2 separate regions of the Oryctolagus cuniculus genome follow, and region 2 is linked to region 1. A link is a contact called in public Hi-C data. All regions are on one chromosome and are shown on one strand. The core of a region is the stretch at or near the end of the contact, and the rest is flanking DNA. Distances in the headings are between cores, read along the strand shown.

Region 1 (6,823 bases), core at 2,502-5,001:
CAGACATCTACGCATCTGGAGGATGAACAATGTCTTCCACTGCTGGGGAGAGGAGGTTCCAACGCCTCACTGACCTACAGGGCTTTCACCTGTTGCTGGTTTAGCTACAAAGGTAAATACGTCGCACCTTACCAATCAATTAGAAGCACAGTATTTCAGCCATATAGTTCAGGAGCTACAGGCTTACAGAATAAAATAAGTTGTATCAATGGTTAGCCAAGACCTAAAACCACCTGAGTATTCATCGGTGTCCATGGACAGATGATTGGCCAAAGAAAATGTGGTATATCTTTATACAACAGAATTATTGTTCAGCCTTGGAAAGGAAGGCAATTCTGTCATTTACAAAAACCTGGATGAACCTGAAGAGAATTAAGCTAAGCGAAATAAGCCAGGCACAACAAGAAAATACTGCGTGATCACATTTCTATGTGGAACCTAAAAAGTGAAACTCACAGGAAGTAGAAGAGTGGTTTCCAGGGCCTAGAAGTGGGGGGAGCTGTTGGAAACAGTGCAAAGTGCTTATGTTCTGCAGGCCTCATGTACAGCCTGGTGCTGCCTACTGCCTATAGTTGTTGTTTTTTTGTTTTTTTTTTTTGACAAGCAGAGTGGACAGAGAGAGAGAGAGACAGAGAGAAAGGTCTTCCTTCCGCTGGTTCAACCCCCAAATGGCCGTTACAGCCGGCGCGCTGTGCAGGTCCGAAGCCAGGAGCCAGGTGATTCCTCCTGGTCTCCCATGGGGTGCAGGGCCCAAACACTTGGACCATCCTCCACTGCCTTCCCAGGCCACGGCAGAGAGCTGGACTGGAAGAGGAGCAACTGGGACAGAATCCGGCGCCCCGACCGGGACTAGAACTCAGGGTGCCAGGGCCGCAGGCGGAGAATTAGCCAAGTGAGCCACGGCACCCGCCGCTGCCTATAGTTAGTAATAATGCATACTTCAAATTTGTTAGCAGATCTTAAAGTATTATCACACACACACACACAAGGATATTTATGACAAATGATATGTGTGTGGTCATCATTTCACAATGTAACATGTATCAACAAATGATGCTGTACAACATGAATATATACAATTTTTATTATCACTTAAAGCCCCATAAAACTGAAAAAATAAAAAGGAATACTTTGATTAAAAACTTAATTATCAAGAGGAACAGAACCACCACTCCTTATCGATATTCTGCTGAAAACGCACTCTTGGATTCCTGGGCCTGCTTGATTGGCTGCTCATTCAGAATAGGGACTGATTACTGAGCTACAGAAAACCTGTCCAAAAAGGTAAAAAATCTGTCTTCGTCTCCTCTTCCCCCACCCACTCCCAGTCTCTTCAATCACTACCAAATTAATAGAGGTCAACATCTCTAAATTGTTGACCTTGTCTCAATTCAAATAACAAGGAAAGACATGTTCCAATGTTTCCAATATGGACATCCTCCAAAAAATGACATTCATTTCTCAATCTCTCCACACCCTCTAAGGAGTCATAGCCTAAACGACCACTCCCTTAAGTAGAGGCGGTTTCAAATCCAAAGACACATTCCTAGAATTAGAACTTGACCTCTGGGACAAACTGCCCAGACACTAGGGTTTAGTCTTGCAAACAAGCTTGCTTCATCTGAACATTTTTTTTTTTTTTTTTTTTTGACAGGCAGAGTGGACAGTGAGAGAGAGAGACAGAGAGACAGGTCTTCCTTTTGCCGTTGGTTCACCCTCCGATGGCCGCCGCGGCTGGCGTGCTGTGGCCGGCGCACCACGCTGATCCGAAGGCAGGAGCCAGGTACTTATCCTGGTCTCCCATGGGGTGCAGGGCCCAAGGACTTGGGCCATCCTCCACTGCACTCCCAGGCCACAGCAGAGAGCTGGCCTGGAAGAGGGGCAACCGGGACAGAATCCGGCGCCCCAACCGGGACTAGAACCCGGTGTGCCGGCGCCGCAAGGCAGAGGATTAGCCTAGTGCATCTGAACATTTAAAAGTATTACCTCAGGATTGTGCGATGCTGTCACCATGACTCCAATGGTGGACTGTGTCTGCTTTGACCTCAGCACAGCCAATAATCCCATGCGAAACATCACGTGATCGAGATGTTCGGCCTTCGTTCGAAACCCAGCAGTCCCATACTGCAGAGTGAGTCCGGCGGGCTTGGCATGCAACGCCGAGTGTTGTGTGACAGCAGCTAAATCCATGTCTACAAAATCCAGAAAAACTTTTCAGGCAGAATCAGTCTTGGAAGGACCACTTGCCAGGCCTGCCTCATTCTGAATCTGTCCAAAGAAGTGTTGTAAAGAAGTTGCACTAAATCCCGAGTCAGCCTTACCTAGAAGATCCTACCCAACTTGTCCACTCCAGAACAGATCTAGGGCAGGAATCGGGCTGTCCCCTAAGGTCAGAGCCTCAAGTGGGCGGGGGCTGCGCGTCCCGACACGTCTGGGCAATCTGTAAGCTTCTGCTGTTCTTCCTCCAAAGGAAGAGCAGGGAACAAGGGTTTCCTCTCCAGGTGCCTCCTAATACAAGATCTAATACAAGGGCTTTCAAAAGCTTCGTGGAAAATGCATATTCTGAAAAATCCATCTATGAATTTGAAAAACATGTTCAAACCAAAATAAAGTATCCCTTTAATTCTACTTCCCACAAACCTTTTTAATTATTACCCTCACACAATCTGTATGCCGGAATTCTTTTTTTTTTTTTAAGAATCAAGACACTCTTGCAAATTAAGCTCAGAAACCAGAAACATCTTCCAAGTAAAACCACCTTCTACCTTTGATTTTAAAAACCAAACACGGTTTTTTAATACTTCCTTCTCTGGGGTCTTCCAATGAACTGGAACTTCCCAACCTCATATCCCTGCAACACTACGCACAATTCATTCCCAACTGCCCAGCGATGAGCCGTCTCACAGCTAGCTCCTAGCCTCGCCATCTCATCTGCTTATTGGTCTTTACTGCGTCAATGAACAAAAACGACAAAAAATGGTCAAAAACCTCAGCTTTTGTCCTGTTGGAAAAAGTGGACATTCTGCAATGCTATTTCCGTGTAGACCCAAGTACTCACATCTCTTTCGCAAGCTTGGATACGTTTTTGTAAAAACTGACCAGTCAGGAATGCGTCGTGATTGTGCATAAGCGCGTACACGAATCCTGTTAAATTCAGTCTTTTTAAAAATGCCAAGGTGACACGTTTCCATCCTTTAATGCATTTTAGGCTCTAAAACTACTTTCAATGAGTATGTGGATACTCGCATTACCAGTCAAAACAGCGTCCACTCCAAAAAACTGAGTATCCCTCTTCTCTCCATCCAATCTTCAAACAGCTCCAGCTCCGCTCTCCTCCCTAACCGCGGCTCGACTCCCCGCTCCCAACCGCGAGGTCTCCCCGCAGGGTAGTGGGCGAAAACCCCAGCACCAGACCCTCGGGCCGGCTGAGCAGCCCGCTCCCCCGGCGCGGCGGGCAGGCGCGTCGGCGGGGCCGCGCTGTCCATACCCTTGCCTGCCGCTAGCTTGCAGCTGGGCCCAGGACACGGCCCGCCGGCCCGCCGGCCCGCACGAACCCCCGCCGCCTGCAACGCCCGCTCTCGCCGCGCAGCCCCGGGACCCGGCTTACTTCCGCCAGCACACGCCGCTCCCCTGCACCGGGCGCACAGGCACCCTCCCGGGAACCGCCGCTGCCACACGCCAGGGCTCCGAGTCCGCAGACGTGGCCCTGCGTGGCTTCCGGCCCGTCGCCACGCCCCCCGGCCAATCACGGCGGGCGAGGGCCCGCTGGCCCCGCCCCGGCCTCCTCGGCGGTCACGCGCAGCTCGCGCCTGCAGAACTGCGGTTGCGGTTCTGAGCGGGCTCTGGGGCTGTTTCCATTGAATGACCAGGAAGGGTGAGGCCCCGCGGTGGCCCGGGGGTTGGGGCCGAGGGTCCAGAGCCAGGCGGCCGCGGATAGGCAGCCTCCCATCTCCAAGTCGGGGCGCGGGGAGAGGCAGGTCCTTCGGTGTCGGGAAGCCGGGGTACCCGGTGGTCCTGGATGGGGTCGGGGGCGGGGGAACCCGGCCTCGATCTGGGAGGTCTGACAAGGTGGCCTCCACCGCAGTGGGCGCCATCCCTTTCTCGATCGGTGATGTCATCTCCCAGACTGTTGAATTCGGGGAGCCTCCTGGGGCCATTACTGTCTCTGCTTGTGCTCCCTTTCCAACGAGCTCGCTCTAAATGTCATTCATTTATTTACTCCTAAGCCCCCATCCCTTGCCCGGGCCCCGGGGTGCCTAGGCGGGGTGAATCCCACTCGTCCGGAATTCCCAGGATGCTGTCCCAGGCTACTGTGGCTCAAGGGAGAGGAAGAAAGGACCTCCCTAAAAGGCGTTGGGGGCGGCGGTACCCTCGCGCCTCTGTGAGGCCCAGAGCCCCTCCCCGCGCGTTGAGGCCCTACTCCGCACCCAGCTGCTCCGCCCAAGCCTGAGACCCGCTTCCAAAGCGGGGCCCCTGCCCTGCCCGGAATTCAGGCTGCGGGGCGTCCACAGGTGTGGTTCTCCAACCACCTGCAGCCAGCGCGACTATCCGAACACCTGTTGCAAGCTCAGATTCCCAGCTTTAGATCGGGAGGTGGGTGGAGGGAAACGGGACTGGGAACCTGGATTGTATTGGAGCCTTTTAGGGAATGTTGTGCATACTAGATGTGGGAGGAGGCGATAAAGCAGGGGGGTGCAAATGTCCTGGTTGGGGCCCCCAGCTGGCAGAGCGAACCGCTCCTGCGGAACTGCTTGTCCATAAAGGGACCTGCGGGAAATTTTGCTGGACAGCAGCTGACATTGGCAAACGCAGTGTCTCTGCCTTTCCAGGCTTCCGGGCAGGTGGATTTTGAGACAACATGTCGGCTTCGGTGAAAGAAAGCCTTCAGCTTCAGCTACTGGAAATGGAAATGCTGCTTTCCATGTTTCCTAACCAAGGAGAAGTAAAGCTTGAAGATGTAAATGCCTTGACGACTATAAAGAGATATTTGGAAGGCACCAGGGAAGCGCTACCACCAAAAATCGAATTTGTGATTACGCTCCAGATTGAGGAGCCCAAGGTGGGTGCCCAGTTTTTTTTTTTTTTAACTTTTATTTAATGAATATAAATTTCCAAAGTACAGCTTATGGATTACAATGGCTCCCCCCCCCCCATAACTTCCCTCCCACCCGCAACCCTCCCCTTTCCCTCTCCCTCTCCCCTTCCATTCACATCAAGATTCATTTTCATTTCTCTTATATACAGGAGATCAGTTTAGTATATATTAAGTAGATTTCTTTTTTTTTTTTTTTTTTTTTTTTTTTTTTTTTTTTTTTTTTTTGACAGGCAGAGTGGACAGTGAGAGAGAGAGACAGAGAGAAAGGTCTTCCTTTGCCGTTGGTTCACCCTCCAATGGCCGCCGCTGCAGCCGGCGCACCGCGCTGATCCTGGCAGGAGCCAGGAGCCAGGTGCTTTTCCTGGTCTCCCATGGGGTGCAGGGCCCAAGCACCTGGGCCATCCTCCACTGCACTCCCTGGCCATAGCAGAGAGCTGGCCTGGAAGAGGGGCAACCGGGACAGAATCCGGCGCCCCAACCGGGACTAGAACCCGGTGTGCCGGCGCCGCAAGGTGGAGGATTAGCCTATTGAGCCACGGCGCCGGCTTTATATTAAGTAGATTTCAACAGTTTGCACCCACGTAGAAACACAAAGTGAAAAATACTGTTTGAGTACTAGTTATAGCATTAAATCACAATATACAGCACACTAAGGACAGAGATCCTACATGAAGAGTAAGTGCACAGTGACTCCTGTTGTTGACTTAACAAATTGACACTCTTGTTTATGGCATCAGTAATCACCCTAGGCTCTTGTCATGAGCTGCCAAGGCTATGGAAGCCCCGAGTTTACCGACTCTGATCATATTTAGACAAGGCCATGGTCAAAGTGGAAGTTCTCTCCTCCCTTCAGAGAAAGGTACCTCCTTCTTTGATGGCCTGTTCTTTCCACTGGGATCTCACTCGCAGAGATCTTTCATTTAGGTCATTTTTTTCTTTTTCTTTTATTTATTTTTTTTTGACAGAGTGTCTTGGCTTTCCATGCCTGAAATACTCTCATGGGTGCCCAGTTTTTTAACCAGAACACCTGGAACATGAGTTTCCTGTCCAGCAAATAAGATGGAACCTTCCAGATGCTTATTCCCTTTTCTTGACTGAAAGCAGAATGTATGCAATATGAAAGGCTTCATCTACTGCCTTCTGCAGATATCCTGGGTTTTATATAAACACACACACCTTTTGCACAAATATGCCTCCCATTTTTATAGAACATGTCTTGCAGTCTTAAACAATCAGTTATTCTGTTCACTCACAGTTGCTTACCAGTCTGCCTCACGTTATGGAGTACCTTTTACACGTATCACACAAATCTAAACACTAGCTGTAGAAAAGCTGGCATTTAAGGAGTGAATGAACTTTCTGTTTTGTTTTTGTTTTTGATGGCACCATACACAGAAAACAAATATAGATACAGAATCTAAATGTTATAAATTAATTACCTGCTTCTCATCCTTTTATCTGCAACAACACTAGCATGGCCTAGGTAACATGTGGCTTTGGCATTTGAGAACACAGTGTTAGCTCTCCTCCTCAGTCCCCAGCTGCCTTTCCCTCAGAGAATTCCTGCTTCCCCAGGCTGTATTCTGTCCTGCTGGTTACACACAGCGAGGAAACCCTGAACTTTCCATAGTAACGCTTCTCACAGCTGAACTTAAATATGCTGTGTGTAGTTACTAGTTCAATGTGTGTCTTCTTCACTAGTCTCTGGATTTGGTGAGGGACACAAAT
Region 2 (6,684 bases), core at 3,420-5,919, 140 kb before region 1:
TTACAAAACAAGAAACATTAGAACTGATCTACCACCCAAATAATGGTAAATACGGATTTTTTTTTTTTTGTCATAGTTTTGTTAGAAACGCCAGGCACTACCAATGGTGTGTTGCACCAGGGCTCCTCAACTTCACCGTGCACTGGAATCCTGGGACTCGGTAAACCCAGCACTCCCGGGGTGGGGCTGAGACCCTGCACCTCTAGGAAGCTCGGAAGAGATGCTGAAGCTCCCCGTCAGGGTGTGGGACTTCCGGGAGGGGGTGGGGAGGACTTCACCTCGAGTACCGAGAGGCTCAGAGCAACTAGGAAAAGAGAGGAGCGGAGAGCCCCCCAACACACCCACCCCCCCCACACACACACACACACGGCGGCCGTGGAGACGTGAGGCGGCACCGCCCCTGGGAGCCCACACGCCCACCCCGCGCTTACCCCACGATGAGCAGCGCGCTCGGCAGCCGTCTCCGCACCTCCAGGAACACGCGCGTCTCCGCCGCGGTTGCCGCCATGGCGGGGGCCGGGTCGTACACGCGGGACCGCGCCGGAGGTTCTGGTGACCCCCGGGCCCCCAGGGCCAGCAGCGGGTGCACGTGGGGCCCGAGCGGCGGCGGTAGCGGCAGCCGTAGTGGTAGCAGCGGCGGCGGCGGCGACCGCCCTGACGCGATCACTTCCAGCCCACAGCGCCGCCTGGAGGTTGGGGGCAGACTTTCAAAATCCCTGGGCCGACCTGGCGCCTTAGCCTCCCTGGAAAAGGACCACACCGGGGGTCTCTTGGCTGGTGTGGGTAGGACAGGGCTCCAAGAAGGGAGATAATGGTGCGGACCGTCCCCAGGAGGTCCGAGAGCAGAAATTCCCTTTCCCAAACCCACTTTACTTTGGTCTTTTTTTGTGAGCTAGAATCTCTTGTTGGTGTCTGAGAAAAAAAAAAGTCAAGGATTGACTTGGCATCGCTAATCAGACAATATAGCTCCGAGACGGAACTTGTGAAAATGTAAGGAGGTTTCCTGCTGCCTACGCAGAAGAGCGTGGTTGAAGTCTCGTATCTTGACTCAGCGGACTAAGTCGTATGAGGGGTCCTCAGCAAGTTCATAGAAACCGCATACTCAGGGGGAGACCTTGCATGGATTTCAAATGTATGTGCACCCAAATAAAACTCATGCTTATTTGTTATAAAGAATGGGATTTATGTTGGCGCACTAAAAAGCATATGACATCGATTTGAAAGGAGTCCCTAATAGAGCAGCATGAATGCTGTTAAAATTAAAGCAAAAGCAAACAACCAATGTGGACAAAGCTTGGACAAAGGGTGAAATCACGGATGCTTTACAAAAGGCTTATGGGGACAATGCCCCACAGAAAGCAGCAGTTTACACGGGGATAACTTGTTTATAAGATGGCATGGGATGATATTGAAGATGTAGCCCACGTGGCAGACCAACCACGTCAGTTTATGAGGAAAACACCAATCTTGTTCATGCCCAGCGTGAAGAGGACTGGCAATTTATAGCAGAAACAATAGCCAACACCACAGACATCTCAATTGGTTCCACTTACACATTCTGAATGAAAAAACTAAAATGGAACTAACTATCTGCTTTTTAGGTGCCAAAACTGTTGCACTCACCTCGGCTGCAGGTAAGAGCTAAACTTTCAACAGAAATTTGAAACAAGGAGGATCAAGATCCAGAAGCATTTCTTCCAAGAATCCTTTTTTTTCCTTAAAATATTTTATTTATTTATTTGTGAGGTAGAGTTAAAGACAGAGAGAGGGAGAGAGAGATACAGAAAGGTCTTCCATCCCCTGGTTCACTCCCCAGGTGGCCTTGAGGGCAGGAGCTGCGCCGATCCAGAGCCAGCAGCCAGGAGCTTCTTCCAGGTCTCCTATGTGGGTGCAGGGGCCCAAGCACTTGGGCCATCCTCCACTGCTTTCCCAGGCCACAAGCAGAGAGATGGATCTCTAGAGGAGTACCTGGGACACAAACTGGGGCCCATATAGGATGCTGGCACCACAGGCAGAGGCTTGGCCCACTGCACCAGCCCCTCAAAGAATCTAAACAGGACACGAAACGTTGCTTTGCCAGTCCAATCCTAAAGACAAAGCACAATCAAAGCAATGGCTACCAAGAGGCATTAAGTGGTCCAGTCCAAGCCAAAGTGGACCACTCAAGAGCAAAAGTGGCAGCAACAGTTATGGGGGATGCTTGAGACTTTCTGCTTGTTGACTCTCTGGAAGAGCAAAAACAGGAACATCTGCTTATTGGGGGAGTGTCTAGAAAAAGTTAGCCAAAATCTCAGCAGAAAAATGTCAGGGAATGCTTCACTAGAGTTGTTTCCACAACAAAGCTCCGGTGCCTTCCTCTTATCAAACAAGACATTTGATGAGAAATCATTGGGTATTCACCCTACAGTCCTTTTTTTGTTTCTTAATTCTGAAAAAAGAATCTTTAAAAGGCCCCCATTTTTCTTCAGTTATTAAGGTACAAAGACTACATTGCCATGGTTAAGTTCCCCAGACCTGCAGTTTTTTGGGGATGAACTAAATTACTAATATCATCAACTGCAAAAGTGCCTTGAAGTGGTAGTGTTTGTGTTAACAAACAAACTTTATATTTTTTTTAAGATTTTTTTATTTATTTCACAGGCAGAGTTTGAGAGAGAGAGAGAGAGAGAGAAAGTTCTTCCTTCCGTTGATTCACTCCCCAAATGGCTGCCATGGCCAGCGCTGCGCCGATTTCAAGCCAGGAGCCAGGTGCTTCTTCCTGGTCTCCCACGTGGGTGCAGGGGCCCAAGTACTTGGGCCATCCTCCACTGCCTTCCTGGGGCCACAGCAGAGAGCGGGACTGGAAAAGGAGCAACCGGGACTAGAACCGGTGCCCACATGGGATGCCAGCTCCGCAGGTGGAGGATTAACCTAGTGCGCCACAGCGCCAGTCCCCCTATATTTTTAAATTCCATTTCCATGAACTTTTTGGAGTACTTCATATAACTTTTGTAAATAAGAAAGATGAGAATGATCCCATATGTAAATTTCCACTACTTTCTTTTGCAGAAACTCACTCGGAAAAATGGTAGCTTCATTGCTACTGCAAGATCATTTTGGAAAGTTTGATACAGCAAATAAAAGGATCTGGTTTAGTGTGAATACTTACAATGGAGAAGTAATACAATTTAAGGCCACATTAGAATTAAAACAGGAATTTTTTTAAAAAAGAAACACCGCTTTTACAAAAATGAAAACAATGACAACTTGTATACAGAAAATCCTATGTTTAATGTTCTACTTTATCATTTCAAAGCCATAATTACCTCACATGAAATCTATTAATCAGAAGCATTTCTAAATATGTAATACCTAAATCAATGCTAGATACATAAATCCTGTAGTATCCCTAAAGATACTAATTTAAAGTAATTTTTCTGGGGCCAGCTCCATGGCTCATTTGATTAATCTTCCGCCTGCAATGCCGGCATCCCATATGGGTGCGGGGTCCTAGTCCTGGTTGCTCCTCTTCCAGTTCAGCTCTCTGCTGTGGCCCAGGAAGGCAGTGGAGGATGGCCCAAGTGCCTGGGCCCCTGCACCTGCATGGGAGACCAGGAAGAAGCACCTAGCTCCTGGCTTCAGATGGACGTAGCGCCGGCCGTAGCAGCCATTTGGGGAGTGAATGAATGGAAGAAAAACTTTTCTCTCTGTCTCTCTGTCTACAACTCTACCTGTCATATTAAAAAATAATAGTAATTTTTTGGAAATCTATATTTGGGGCTTTTTAAGATTATCGTGTTGCAGTACAAATTCTTATATGATCACAATAATTCATGATCATTGAAATAACAATTCAGTTAAAAAATAAAGGTTACTGCTACTTTCAGTCTCAAATAATTCTGTTTGAAGGGTGAAGATTTAAACTCCTGACATAACCTCTCACCCTTACACCGCGAAGATATTAAATGTATCCCATTCTTAATCATTCATGCTCTTCATAACTGGTGTTTTATTAGTCTAAAAGATTTCTATTCCTTGGGCCCCTGCACCCACGTGGGAAACCTGGAAGAAGCTCCTGGCTTCTGGCTTCGGATCTGGGCAGCTCCAGCCAATGTGGCCAATTAGGGAGTGAACCAGTACATGGAAGACCTCTCTCTCTCTCTCTCTCTCTCTCTGCCTGTCCTTCTCTCTCTGTGTAACTCTTTCAAATATATAAATAAATCTTTTTTAAAAACTGCTATATTTCATACATAGTCATGAACTCATAAAACCTTTATTTTATTTTTTGCCATTTGGACTGGATATAATGGCACAATCTTCCTTGGAGTAACTTGTTATTACTGAAAGAACTGTGGACTCAATATTATCTGAAATTTGATATCAATTATTTGTCTCTTAGCCTTGCAAGTCTAACTATTCTAAGCCTCAGGTTACTCATACAAGATATTATAGGATTACTTAAATAATATTTAAATAATTATTTCAAAGCTGTTTTCAATTCCTATTAGACCTTCAAATTCTCCATCAAGATGGAGCTTTGGTAAATTTAAAACACCTGCTATTAAAAAAAAAACTCTGGCCCATTCCAGCCATTGGTTCTGTGGCCGCTTCCGCGCAGAGTCCACTTGAGGGCGCTGTGGCGACAGTTTAGCACCGGGAGGAAAGGAGCGCACCGGGGGCGGAGACCCAAGGCCGTCGACGTCGACGTGAGCGCGACGCGGTGCACGCTGGGAGCTGTCACTAGGCCCTTCGGCCCCGGCCTCCGTGTCGCCGCCTCGGTTGCCAGGAGAGCGGCGCCGGCGGGGAGCGGCCGAGCCCACGGCAGGTAACAGCGTCCACGCCCCCAGCGCGGTCGCGAGGCTGGCCGCCGGCCCCGTACAGCCTCCGCCGCCGGCTTGCTCCGGAGCCGCGGGGACGCTCCGCGGGGCTGGCTGCTGTGGCGTCGGGGGTGTTGCCGCCCCGGCCCGTCTGGAGCCTCTGTGCCCGCCAGCGGCTCTGCGGTTTCCCCGGAGTTGGGACCTGAGTGGGGACGGGAGGGCCGGGGCCTGGCGGGGGCGCGAGGGCGGCCCAGGCTGGGTCGTCGGAGGCGGGGCCGGGCGACTGGCGGTGGCGGTGGCGGGTCCCGAGCCTCCCGCGCTGGGGCCGAGCCGGGCGCAGGGCTGGGGCAGCGCTCGCACCTGTGTGGCCAGGGCGCGTGGACTGAGCTCTTTGTTGGAAGAATCCGGGCGTCGGGCTCTCATTCATCTGGTGGGTTCTTTTATGATTGAGACACGGTTGCCAGCTGTGGTCAGTGTTCCCATGGACAGGTTAGAGAGGAGTGCCGAAATAAATTAGGCGGAAGTCAGGGTAGCCACAAGGAAGTTGTTAACAATTATCACCTTTGATTCCCAGGCATTTGAAGTTGTAACATAACAGTAGTTACTTGTCCAGGCTCCTCTTCCTTCTCCCCTACCCTGAAGGAGCAGAAATGGCACACAACTGTAGTTTTTTAAAGCTAGGCAAATCGTATTTTGATTATTCTTATAGTACCTTAGAGTTCCGTGGAGTTTGAGAAATCTAAAGATTGGAAAAGACCTGAGCGATACTATAGTTAATCACAAATTTCCACACTTACAAAAACATGTAAGAAACTGCCTAATAAGCCCTGAACAGTAGAGCCAAAGTCTTTCAGTTTCGATATTTAGGAAGAGATACATTCTTGCATTTTTTTTTTTTGGTAGATATCATATGACCTTCTGTGAACAACATGTTAGCTAAGTGACTCAACTGACAACACAGTGATTTAGTTCAGCTGACAAGGTTGAGCAAATTAAAACCACAGGTAATCCAAATGCTTTATTTCAGTAATTACTTTGAGCCACCACTCTCAACGCACTCATTCCCCGTATCGGTCAACACTAGGAAGTCTGCAGGTGAACTTGATTTTTTTAGGGGGTCCAAGTGGACAAAGAATGTACGATAACTAATTTAATATACAAAGGAGAAAATGTAGCACCATATCCAAACTGTTAGGTTAAATGTAAATGTTGTCAATCAAGCTTTGAACCTGTGTGCCTGGATAGTGAGAGGAGTTCAGTAAAGTGGCAGAAATATCTCTAGCCGGGAAATGAAGAGATTACATTCAAGCCTCCTGCTGCTGCTGACCAGGTGTCAACACTTTAAGCCTCAGTTTTGACCTCTGTTGAAGGGAATTCGAAAATACCAGGGTTTTCCCTGAACATTATACTAAAGTCATTTAAGAGGCTTACCACCCTGAAAGTGTCCCCTGGCAAATAATTTGAGAACACACTGAGTTAAATCAGGCTTACTTTTTGATTTCTTCATAAAAATCAAGCATTAATGGCTATTAATGCTTCAAAATCTTTTACCACTATGCTTCTATGTACTAATTCTTTACATGGGAAGGTTATTATTGCATTTCCTAAACTTAAGAAGCAGGTCAGAGAACCCATTTTTCCATAGCCAACCTGTTAGCATCTCTTAAATAGAATCACTTGGAATACCAATTTGAAAATTGGCTGTACTTTAGTTGAGTCCTCGTTAGGCTGTAAGATCTTTACATGAAGCTTTTTTTTTTTTTTTTTTCTTTTTTGCTGCGTGATTAAGCTTTCTGGAACTCAAAGATCTGGTATAACAGAAGTATATTTTCCTTAGTGAAATATTAAGTATGCACATAGATCTCTGTAAGTCTTAATGGTTTAATGT

The links. Hi-C and Micro-C count contacts between places; a contact is called where the count stands out from the background.
Region 2: a Hi-C map of an unstated tissue shows a contact between it and region 1, with 2.7 times the contacts expected there. The contact joins the promoter of DOP1A here to the promoter of PGM3 in region 1. A contact is called at or near these places in 4 of 6 Hi-C or Micro-C datasets (ear pinna, embryonic fibroblasts, liver and 1 more).

What each region holds. Positions count from the first base shown.
Region 1 is chr5:89,206,814-89,213,636 of mOryCun1.1, reverse strand. PGM3 (phosphoglucomutase 3) reads right to left here and starts at 3,751. Exons shown (of 13, transcript XM_002714453.5): 1 at 3,608-3,751; 2 at 1,987-2,192. The coding sequence starts at 2,190. RWDD2A (RWD domain containing 2A) reads left to right here and starts at 3,747. Exons shown (of 3, transcript XM_008263156.4): 1 at 3,747-3,874; 2 at 4,830-5,059. The coding sequence starts at 4,859.
Region 2 is chr5:89,345,001-89,351,684 of mOryCun1.1, reverse strand. DOP1A (DOP1 leucine zipper like protein A) reads left to right here and starts at 4,669. Exons shown (of 37, transcript XM_070073832.1): 1 at 4,669-4,804. It overlaps UBE3D (ubiquitin protein ligase E3D), which reads right to left and starts at 684. Exons shown (of 10, transcript XM_070073840.1): 1 at 470-684.